Linked DNA regions of Zea mays: all the other regions are linked to region 1. Evidence: chromatin contacts called from public Hi-C data. All regions are on one chromosome and are shown on one strand. The core of a region is the stretch at or near the end of the contact, and the rest is flanking DNA. Distances in the headings are between cores, read along the strand shown. Region 1 holds the start of LOC100279227 (Putative AGC protein kinase family protein). Region 2 holds the start of LOC100281415 (heat shock 70 kDa protein 4). Region 3 holds the start of LOC100216748 (Protein ABCI12 chloroplastic).

What was found. Hi-C and Micro-C count contacts between places; a contact is called where the count stands out from the background.
Region 2: a Hi-C map of ear shows a contact between it and region 1, with 1.7 times the contacts expected there. The contact joins the promoter of LOC100281415 here to the promoter of LOC100279227 in region 1. A contact is called at or near these places in 2 of 25 Hi-C or Micro-C datasets (ear and tassel).
Region 3: a contact with region 1 is called in a Hi-C map of leaf, with 4 times the contacts expected there. The contact joins the promoter of LOC100216748 here to the promoter of LOC100279227 in region 1. A contact is called at or near these places in 2 of 25 Hi-C or Micro-C datasets (ear and leaf).

Annotation. Positions count from the first base shown.
Region 1 is chr8:90,892,385-90,896,151 of Zm-B73-REFERENCE-NAM-5.0, reverse strand. It overlaps LOC100279227 (Putative AGC protein kinase family protein), which reads left to right and starts at 1,979. Exons shown (of 13, transcript XM_008657971.4): 1 at 1,979-2,464. The coding sequence starts at 2,244.
Region 2 is chr8:91,798,831-91,802,597 of Zm-B73-REFERENCE-NAM-5.0, reverse strand. It overlaps LOC100281415 (heat shock 70 kDa protein 4), which reads left to right and starts at 1,673. Exons shown (of 10, transcript NM_001154333.2): 1 at 1,673-1,759; 2 at 2,024-3,252. The coding sequence starts at 2,083.
Region 3 is chr8:90,336,549-90,340,315 of Zm-B73-REFERENCE-NAM-5.0, reverse strand. LOC100216748 (Protein ABCI12 chloroplastic) reads left to right here and starts at 1,949. Exons shown (of 8, transcript NM_001143151.1): 1 at 1,949-2,404. The coding sequence starts at 2,030.

The sequences.
Region 1 (3,767 bases), core at 730-3,229:
ACCATAAATAGATATAGATAGTAGATTAGATGGATGAAAATGAAAAAGAGTCGTGTATAATAGGAATAAGTCGTTATACCATAAATAGATAGTAGATTAGATGGATGGAAAGTTTAGTTTGGAAGCACTTATCACTTCAATTCAATAAGGCTATATTGTAACAGATAATGATCATAAAAATAGAAATCTATTCGTTTATCAAGCAACAGGTGCTTCTCATCACTTTGATACATCGCCACCCCTTCCTCAATGGCCTTCCATCGTAAGTGCTATGTTATCCTGATGTGGTCTCTGGTAGATTGTGTTAGACAGTGGCGGACGCATGACCAAAATTCATGGGGGGCCAAAAAACCACATTACAAAATCAAGCAAGGCGGTAAAAACTATAGTTGCATAAAATTTAAGTTCCATATCTATCAATATAAGATACAAGTTCAAAGAAGAGAAGCAAACATATAACTAAGTTCTTCCTGACCGAATCAAGTCGTGTGTACATTGTCGAATATCGATTTCCTCGAAGGGTGGGGCATCGAGAAAGAGGCGGGTCAGATGATGTCTCCGGCTAAGAGCTAGGGCTCGCTGGTTCGTCAAGCTCGCCAGTTGACGGGGACGGGTCGCATCGTCGTGGTGAGCGAGGTCGGGTCTGCCAAGAGCGGGATGATGTCATGACGATAACGAGCGGGACGAGGACGTTGGGAAGGGGCCAGGGTCAGGCGACATCAAGCATCAGGAAGGAGGCGACGGTGTCAAGAATGGAGCATCTGGGAGGATTGGATAGATGCGAGGACTAGACCAAATATGATGGAAGTTGAGAGAACTGCTCAGGGCAATTTTAGCCTATCCAAACCTTAATTTATATACTTTACAGTAGGTGAACATTAGGTATAAGAGGTTATAAAAAATTGAGAGGGATCCTTCTATGGATACGACAGCGTCGGAAAGAATGAGATTGGATGAATAGATGTGAGGATTAGACCAAGTAAAAGGACGAGAGTCGATAGAACTAGACTAATTCGACGAGGAGACCCATAACATGATTGTTTTAGCCTATCTAAATCTTCATTTTTAAATATACTTAACAGTAAATAAACATAATATATAAAAGGTCATAAAAATTGAGGGGGGGTGGCATATGGCCCACTTTGTCCCCCCTCTGCGTCCGCCCCTGGTGTTAGAGCAGCAAGGTGTCATTATCTTACCCCGATAGATCTTGTACGTGTGTCGGCTGCCAGACGACCTTCAACAGGCTCCGTAACGACATTTATGAAATTTTTATTATTATGCTTGAGTTATGAATTTTTAATTATTATTATGAATTATATAATTTTATTAGATTAGTTACATGATAATCATATGTATTTGAATTTTAACAAAGCATCATGTTTTATGTCAATTAAAAGTTTATAAAAGAAAAGTTGATGTAACGATGAAATAACTGTAAGCTAACAATAAGGATAATACAATAAAACGTTATGATAGATAAGGTCTAATTATGGTTAATATAAAACAGTAATGTGATGGTAGATATAGCCGACAACGACTAAAACCAGTCTTATAATTGGAAACAGAGGACCGTGTGTTTGAATATGGTTCAAAGTGCCAAATTGATTTCTTGTTTGAGCTTACGATGGTGAAAGCTACCATTGACACTTCGAAGCCGAAACAAACTTGGCTAAGTGGCTTACTTGCCTAGCAGTTGTATACTTGTATAGTTGTATCACCTTCTGGATTGGATTGGACTCAAAAGAAATAGCCATGGCCAGCATGGCATGAAAAAAGGACGGGAAATAGCCATGGCCAGACCAGGAAAGTATCTCGCCTATACTACTGTGCCGCAGTGCATCTTCTGGATCGGGCTCACTGACGTCATGCACTCACATGGAGCACGTCAGATCAGATAGTCACGAATGCCTGGCGGAACGGAACGAGAAAAGCTCGCGCGGGATCGGCTGTTGCGTCCAGCTTTCGCGCCGCAACACCTGTTTCCGAAGCAAAGCAAAACCTCTAAACAGCTGTCACCAGCCATCTAATCCCTCATTTACAGCATGATTAGCTTACTCTAACTACGGTGCGCGCAAAAAAAATCAGGCGTTTATAAACGGCCGCACACGAAGAAAGTGCTCATCACAGACCGAAAAGGAAAATAGAGGCGAGACAAACGAGAGCGAGCGAGAGAGAAACAGTTCGAGCTCACCCCGGCGAGAGCCGACTCTCAAGCGATAAGGGGCGTGGGCGTCGTCGGCATGGAGAGCGAGATGGCGGAGGAGTCACCGGCCGCAGTCTCAGCGGCGGCGGCGCGGGCCCGGCCACTGGAGGCGGTCGCGGAGGAAGGGCAGGAGGTGGCGGAGCAGCACGAGGTGGCAGTTGGCTCCACCAAGACCATGGAGCGCGTGGCGGCCGCGAAGAAGTTCATCGAGGACCACTACCGCGCGCAGATGAAGAACCTCCAAGAGCGCAAGGAGAGGTACGGGGAACCCGTGCCTGCTTCCAATTTTTTTTTTAATTGGTCTCGGAGCTAGCAGTGCTTGCCTGCGATTTGGTTAGTGCTTGAGCGGCCTGCGATTTAGCTAGCTAAATCTCACGTGAGGGCGACTGATCGAGGTGTCCGACCTGCAACCAGGCGATTGGAGGTAGCCTGTATGCTTATGCTCTCCTGTGGGGTGGGTGTGAGGGTTTGGGCTGCACTTCTCATGCATACTGAATCGGATTAGCATATCAGGGCAGTTGATTGTCAAATGTGGCTGTAGGTCCTACTAGAGCTGAGCTTCGGGGCGATGTTGGGTGGCAATTTTGCAGTGGATGGAGGTGTTGCTCATTGCTGCCTCTTGGGTGGCAATTTTGCAGTGGATTGAGTTGTTGCACATTGCTGTGTCCGAGATAAAGCGAATTGTGACTTTGAAGTCTGAATTGCTTGAGCTTGACTGGCTAGAACAAAATGGCGACCGTTGTAGGGCTTGCCATAATTGGAATAAAGCTACCAGCGGTTAGTCGTTCATGCAAAGAAACAATGCTTGTGCTTATGTTCACTTTGTCGCTTTTTAGGGAGAGGGCACACGTGGCGGTTGATTGTGCTCTCACGTGCTATGCGTTACCATTTGGTCGCATGTTGGCGATGGACATGATAATGTGGATAGGTCTTTGTGCACATTCTGCTGGACGGTTACTGAATCAGGGCTAGTGTTTCAGGGTGGTTGGATGGGGAATGTGGCCAGTGGCGAATCTAAGATTTAAAGTTAGGGTGGTCCAATCTTATGAAAATCAAATTACATAGATGAGTTTACATTTTAAATCCTACAACATATAAGAATCAAAAGAAATAAATAAATCAAAAAACTATATACTATCTCCGTTCTCGAATATTTGTCGCCCGCTAGTTCACTTTTGAACTAAACCACTACAAATAAAAAAGAACGGAGGGGGTACTTTAGTAGAGTCAAAATCAGAGGGTGGGCCAGGACCCACCCTGTCCACCCTCTAGATACGCCACTGAATGTGGCTGTAGGTTGTACTAGTGCTGAGCTTTGGAGCATGATTGCATGGGAATTTGGTATTGGGTGCTGTTGCTCATTGTTGTGGCAGAGGTATACCAACTATAGCTTTGTGGAGTCCAAATTCTTGAGCTTGACTTGGCTAGAAATTGTTGCCAGTTTTTAGAGGGCTTGCCATTATTGGAATAAAGTTGCAGGCTGTTAGTGGGGGCATGCAAAGAAACAAGGTTTGCACTTATGATCTCTTCCTCACCTTTTTAGGGAGGGGGGACATGAGCT
Region 2 (3,767 bases), core at 424-2,923, 910 kb before region 1:
GTTAGGGTTGAAAACGGACGGGTAAAATCCCGCCTCGACCCGAACCGTTTTCTACATTTGTCTCGTCTGTTTCCGTATTTACGAAAAATATGGAAACAGGACGGAAACAATAGAGGGTTTATTCCGTCCGTTTTTGCGGGATTCCGTTTTTTATCTGGATTGAACCCGTATTTTATTCCGTATTTGATAAATATGGGACGAGCCTAATATGCATTAGTATATAAACTGAAGCCTCGTGTCTTTAGGTGACAAATTATAACATAAATGGCCATTGTAACCATATGCTCTTTTCAATGACAAGTGGTCTAAAGTCTTAAACAACATCGGATGTAGCTAAATGTACACTATTAGAGCAATTCCAGTAGTTATCTAACAGACTTCCTAAATCAACAATTTAAGTAGTTAACACAAAAACTCATCTCCAACAGTTCTCTAAATGAACTTTCTAAATTTAACAACTTCTCATCTAACCTTATTTCCTCTCTACATTTGGCAACCATTTAGCAAAGTCCCTAAACAAAAATGTTTACTGCATTATGTAGATAATGAAGGTAATTGATGACATTGTGACTTTATTTTTTATGTGGATAGATACAAAACAAAACTACAACCTATATTTAGAGAACTATTGGAGAACTCACATTTTTTTACTTCCAAAGTTATTTAGCAATTTCTTAAATCTGTGATTTAGAGAGCTAAAATTTACATAACTATTAGAGTTGCTCTTAGCAACCAAACAACAATAGAATGTTGTCTCTCTATATCTATTTGTTTTACGTTATTATCCTGCCAATCAATCACCAGTCAAACATCAATATCATTCCTATTTGTATTAAATTATGAGTTTCCGTTAGTATTTCCGTTTCTGTTCGTTTTCGCAATTCCGTTTATCCCGCTCCCATTTCCATTCCCGACTATTCCAGACCCGATCCCGTTTCCGATGATAAAATGCGTATACGGAAATGGGAGATGGGTTTTTCCGTCCGTTTTCGTCCATTTTCATCCCTAAGTATAGTCTACAGTGCGTTGCACGTATGTATGCACATTATGGTGGAGATGGCGTTCGTTGCTAGGAATTCAGTTTTATTGGTTTTGCGGTTTATTCGTTGTCAAAAAAGTTTGGTGTTTGAAAAATGGAAACCAAACTTTTTGTCCAGGAATAAAAAAACTGCACAATTTGGTGTTTGATTTTTTGGTTTGGTGTTTGGTATTACCATAGTCACCAGACAAGTAGCAAATTAAACTACAAACATAAAATTGTATAAAGAACATAACGATAATTTATCAATAAGTACCTAATAAAATTGAATAAACAATTTAATGTTGAATAGTTCTTAAAAAATTAAAATGATATGAGTATAGGGTTTAAGACTTTATATGAACTGCTTGTTGGACGTCAAGGGATAGGTTTGCTAAATTTTGGTATTCTGGTATATTTGATGTGCGAATATTGAAAACCGTACTAAATACCTAACACCAAAATACCAAATAGAGTTAAATGCCTAACACCAAATAGAGTTAAAAAGTTGTTTGGTTCGTGTGGTGTTTGGTTTGGTAATTTTTTGCCCACCCCGGCGTGAGGTTTCCCGTCCACGTTCTAGAAGATTCTCGTCTACATTGGCCAATCCGCGGCACACACCGTATATCACTGCGTCCTCACTCCTCTCCGGCTCTCCCCTTCTCGCCAAAGGGGAAGCCCTGCCCGTACTTCCGTTGCGGCGCTACGAGCTTCGACGGGCCTCGATCTCCACCTCTGAAGGTACGATCGGATTCTCCATGCCTCCTTACTAGATTGTTAGGTTAATGTTTAGATGTTTTTTTGCGGCGGGTTTGGACCCGTCGACTGGGACAGCGGGTTTGTAGTCGTCGGCTGGGGTTCGCATTGCATTCGGTGAAGAATTCATAACTATTCGCTTTGATGCGTAAAATTCTTGGTTTCGGCGTTCTTGTCTTAAGATTCACGCAAGAATCCGTTGCTTCTCTGACCTGCCTAACCAGTAGATCTCTGGCTTTTGCGATGCAGTGACTACTTGTGATCTAGATCTGAAGCTGTAGTGGTCAGCAGCTTAGTGTGAATCGAAGATGAGCGTGGTGGGGTTCGACCTCGGCAATGAGAGCTGTATCGTGGCGGTTGCGCGGCAGCGTGGCATCGACGTGGTTCTCAACGAGGAGTCCAAGCGCGAGACACCCGCCATCGTTTGCTTCGGGGACAAGCAGCGGTTCATCGGCACCGCCGGCGCCGCGTCCTCCACCATGAACCCCAAAAACTCCATCTCTCAGATTAAGCGCCTGCTCGGCCGCAAGTTCTCAGATCCCGAGCTGCAGCGCGATCTCGCCTCCTTCCCATTCCGAGTCACGGAGGGCCCCGATGGTTTTCCCCTGGTCCATGTACGGTACCTGGGCGAGGAGCGGACGTTCACCTCCACCCAGCTGCTTGCCATGGTGCTGTCCAATTTGAAGGGCATTGCTGAGGGTAACCTGAATGCCGCAGTTGTTGATTGTTGCATTGGTATCCCGGTCTACTTCACAGATCTGCAGCGCAGGGCTGTTCTTGATGCTGCTACTATTGCGGGTCTCCGGCCATTGCGATTGTTCCATGAGACGACAGCCACTGCTCTGGCATATGGTATTTATAAGACTGATCTCCCAGAGAATGACCAGTTGAATGTTGCATTTGTCGATATCGGTCATGCAAGCATGCAGGTTAGTGTTGTCGGTTACAGGAAGGGACAGCTCAAGATGTTGTCCCATACATACGACCGGTCTCTTGGTGGGAGGGACTTCGATGAGGCCCTGTTTAAGCACTTTGCAGCTAAATTTAAAGAGGAATATAAGATTGATGTGTACCAGAATGCGCGGGCATGTATTAGGTTGCGTGTGGCATGTGAGAAACTTAAGAAGGTGCTGAGTGCCAACCCAGAGGCCCCACTGAACATTGAGTGCTTGATGGATGAAAAGGATGTGCGGGGTTTTATCAAGAGGGAGGAGTTTGAACAGATCAGTGCCTCTGTGCTGGAACGCGTGAAAGGGCCACTGGAGAAGGCCTTGGCTGAAGCTGGGTTGACTACTGAAAATGTGCACTTTGTTGAGGTTGTCGGATCTGGTTCTCGTGTTCCGGCTATAATCAAGATAATTACTGATTTTTTTGGGAAGGAACCAAGACGTACCATGAATGCAAGCGAGTGTGTTGCGCGAGGATGCGCTCTTCAATGTGCTATTCTCAGCCCCACTTTCAAAGTGCGAGAATTCCAGGTATTAGCTCCTCAGCTTACCTATGTATATCTGTTTTAAGCTAATATGGATTGGATTATACCAGACTACTCTATATCTTAAACTGCTGTCTATGCTTGAAGTTTGAACGTGTGCCATCTGGATACTAAAAATTTGAAACATGTGTGCAACTGGAACTGCTAATTGACGCGAAATAGACCACAGCAGTCGTGTCAACAATCAAAAAGTCTCACCCTTTTTTTCTTTCATCAACGTTGTCTTCACCTTTCTAGATATTCTTATTGCACACCGGTTTTTTCCCCTGCGTTCTTTTCCTAGAACTAATGTTGATATATGCTATTGTTTAACCTGAAAATCCTGCTTATGATAACCATCATTATGGAGTCTGTTTTAGAGTTTGAAGATAGTATTTGTTTTTGTGTGTTGTCCCTTCTTTTGCATTACAAACGCTACACATTTCATTTCTATAAATTGGTGTTTAGTGGAGCAGCCATTATGGGTCTGTTTGGTTGCCTGGCTACCACCCTAGACAAGCT
Region 3 (3,767 bases), core at 700-3,199, 560 kb after region 1:
AAACATGGCCATAGTCTAAATCTTAATGATCATATTGTGTAAAATGGTACATGCACACATGAACTCACTGAATACATGGTGGGAGAATAAATGACCTTGGGTTTGAAGAATATGAAATTGAACCTTGAGTACCTAATTGCATTCTCCATGTCCTTCCATGTGTCCTCCAGACATGCAATAACCATCCACTGCTTTGGAGTCTGTGGGAGCAGAATTGTTTTCACGAAAACCCGACATTGAGGGTATATGTCATCGACGAGATTATACCCATGGTTATACTTTTGGCCATTTATCGTGAAATTCACATTAGGTGCTTCACCCTTGAACACATTAGTGAACGTTGATGAATGGTTGAGCGTGTGTCACATCGTTGTTTGATCCCCACCACCCAAAAAAACATGCTAGATCCACAAGTTATACGAGGCAACCGTCTTGAGCATAATTGCCAGGGATCCAAAGCCCCCTTGTGAACTGTTCTCTCCATCTAACGGGACAGTTCCTCCACTTACAGTGCATGCCATCTATACTCTTTATCATACCAGGAAATCCCCTTTCCTCCCCCTTAGCTAACAGATACCTAAGGTCATCAACAATGGGACAACGACTGTTCTCTACCCCAAAACATACAATAACACCTCTACATAATAGTCCAAGACACTCTAAGACGGTATTTTCTCCCATTTTGATGTATTCATCGATGGAGTCAACAACGCTACACAAGCATGTGTTTTGGTGGGGGAGAAACTACTATGGTTGAGTGCATGGTTTGAATAGTGGGTAGGGGGAGTGCTCACCCAACCTATCTAAGACGTGAAGGAAGAGACTCTTCAAGATGTGATACCTTCGATAAAAATAAAGTGGCATGTAGACATATGGGTCATTGATGTAGTCTTGCATCAACCGGTCGTGGCTAGATATATGATCGCGGTTGATGTATCTCTGATGTTACCTTGGTGGCCTCCTCGACGTGGAAGACTCGGAGGCAAGCTCTATCGCCTGTTGCATTACAGTTTCCTGCAAACAACTTAAACAACTCTTCTTTGACCATGTCAATGTGCGAGCTGGACGAATATATCTCAACAATGTTTGATTCGAATAAAAGGAGTGTGAGAGGACTATGAGGATGTGGTAGAGAAATTCAAAGTGTGAGCGATGTGAATGAGCTCAAGCACTTCTATATTCATAGACTAAGTTTCAGTTTTTTCTAATTTTTATGTTTTTATGAAATTTAAAGTTGAACGAACCAGTCAAAACACGCCATGTGACACTAGGTAGTCGATATCAACCAGTGCCACAACAGTTTGATCGAGTGATCGATCCATATCTACTGCACGATTAAGTCTAATTAGTGTATGATTCGTTCCTTTTATGTTATACTCCATCTATCATAAATAAAATCCATTTTAGCATTTTAATTGGATTCATACAATAATTGTTATATATGTTTTGTATATGTGTCTAGATTCATCATCATCTAACTGAATGTAGACATAAAAACTAAAAGCTAAAACTAATACTATTTTGAAACGAAGGAGATATTAAACATTTACTAATCATAAATTAATTAGGTTTAATAAATCTATCTTATCATTTAATTTTCATCTATGTAATTATTTTTATAATTAGACTATATTTAATACTTATATTTAATATTCAAATATACACTGCTCGAGTAAATCAAACACCACCTAAGAGCATCTCCAAGAGACTAGCTAAATAACTTGTCAAGCTAAATTTTAGGTTAAGTAAAATAATTTTCTAATAGACTAGCCATCTAATTCGTCAAGTTATCCGACTCTCTAAATTAGTCTTTTCGCTAGCTAAGTTTGGCTAGTCATTTCGGCTATCGAAACTAAATTGGTTGTTGGAGAGTTAATGAAATATATGGAGTGTAATCTTTATTTTATGAAGAGGTAAATCCCTTGGAGTTGCTCTGACTACGGAGGCAGTACTTTGGCCAAAAGAAGTCAAATTGGCTTGAGCCGAGGTTCAGCCGTTCAGGTCGCCGACGCCGCGCACGTCCCATCCGATGGCTGCCGCAGTCCACCTCCGGCCTCTCCACTCGTTCGCCTTCCCTCTCCCCGCAGTGAAGGCCGCGCCCAGCTGGCTCCCGCTCCAGGCGAAACCCGGCGCGCGGAGGACGGGCAGCCGCGTTGCTCTGCTCGTCCCCTCCGCGTCTGCCCCCGCGCCAGCGTCTCCATCTCCCTCGGGCAAGGATGGCACCACTGCGTCGGCTGCGACAAAGTGGGTGGAGTGGATCCCGCGCGCTGCGGCAGGCGCTGGGTCGGCAGTGGGCCCCGAGCAGGTGCTCAGGCTCATCTCTGGCGCCGCGGCCACGCCCATCTGCCAGTTCGTTGACAGCCCGCGAACCTTTCTCCATTCCGTCGACCCGCGCGTCAAGCTGGTACGTGACATCTGGCGTCCCCGCTTACCCCTACACGCGTACTGGATAAGTGGATAGGCTTACCATGCGGTAGGAGTGGGCGGGGAGGGTGCATGGGTGGTGTTTGTGGGAATGTTGCCGCGAGAGTGAAGCGATAAATAGAATGCGAATGTGTCAATCTATCTGTCAGTGCCCCGTTGCTGTGCTAAAGCTATCGTGATTGGGATGCAAATCAGTGAATGGATTGTCGAGGAGGGAGGCAGGCAAACATTCCCAGCTTGTTGTTTTATTCATTCTCAGCAACTGTGCAAACGTGCGTATTCTCTAGCTGACCTTGAGTCCTATAGGGGGGTGATTGATTCGCTTCATATGCCTCAGCTGGTGGGATGCAAGTTTGTGCTGTTTGGTTTCCTATACCGTTTTTTGGGCCTGGTTCGCGGGATGCAAAAGAGGCCTCTACTCTGCAGATACACAGATTTTAGGCGTTTCTGGGGACCTAGTCTTGCTGGGTGCAGGTGCTTACTCAGCTAATGATGATATTAATATATAATGAGTAAATATCAAGTGTTATTAATATGTTTTAAAAAGTTTAAGACATACAATGATAAAAGAAGAAATTTAAAGAAAGTACTTATACAAAATAAAAACCATAATCATAACTTTGTATTATTTTTTTATTTCATGCAACATATCTTTATATGGACAACCAAACATCATCTCTTCTCATTTAGTCTAAGTATGTACAATTAACCAAGCATGATAGTATTGCATGTGCTCAGCCTGTCCCCTAGGGCCTGGCTCTCAGATACGAGCCAGACACTGCTTGTCCACGAACCAATTACCCCCATGAAACCAACTCCAGCAGACTCCCCCTCCAGATCCCCATTTAGCATGACACACAGCCTGCCCAACAGCAGTCTACGGTTCTCTGATATGGCCATATCATACTACCAACTTTTACCATACCAGTTTTCAGTTTTTCTGCCCCTTTTCTGTATTAACATAAATTTGACCAAAGTTTAAAGATGAACTGAATAATTTGTGGTTTTTGACCTGCTAAAATTAAACAATTCATATCAGTGTTATTAAAACTACGTTTAAACGATGTTTAAACTACGTTTAAATGTCAAAACTCTAATTAGAGTTTGAAATCACGTTTTAGCGTTTTGGCGTTCTAAACTGTAAAACGCAGTGTTTTATGCATTTTAGACCATTAACTATTTTTGGGCCCAGTCTATTAGTTGCTTTTGGGGTTCAATCCAGCTCATGGGTGAAGTTTTGGTAAGCCACTAACCTCTCTGTTTTGGTATTTAACTTCATATTATTGTCCGAAATTATGATATATTGGTATTTTTCCTATGTTGTTTAAAACTACGTTTAAACA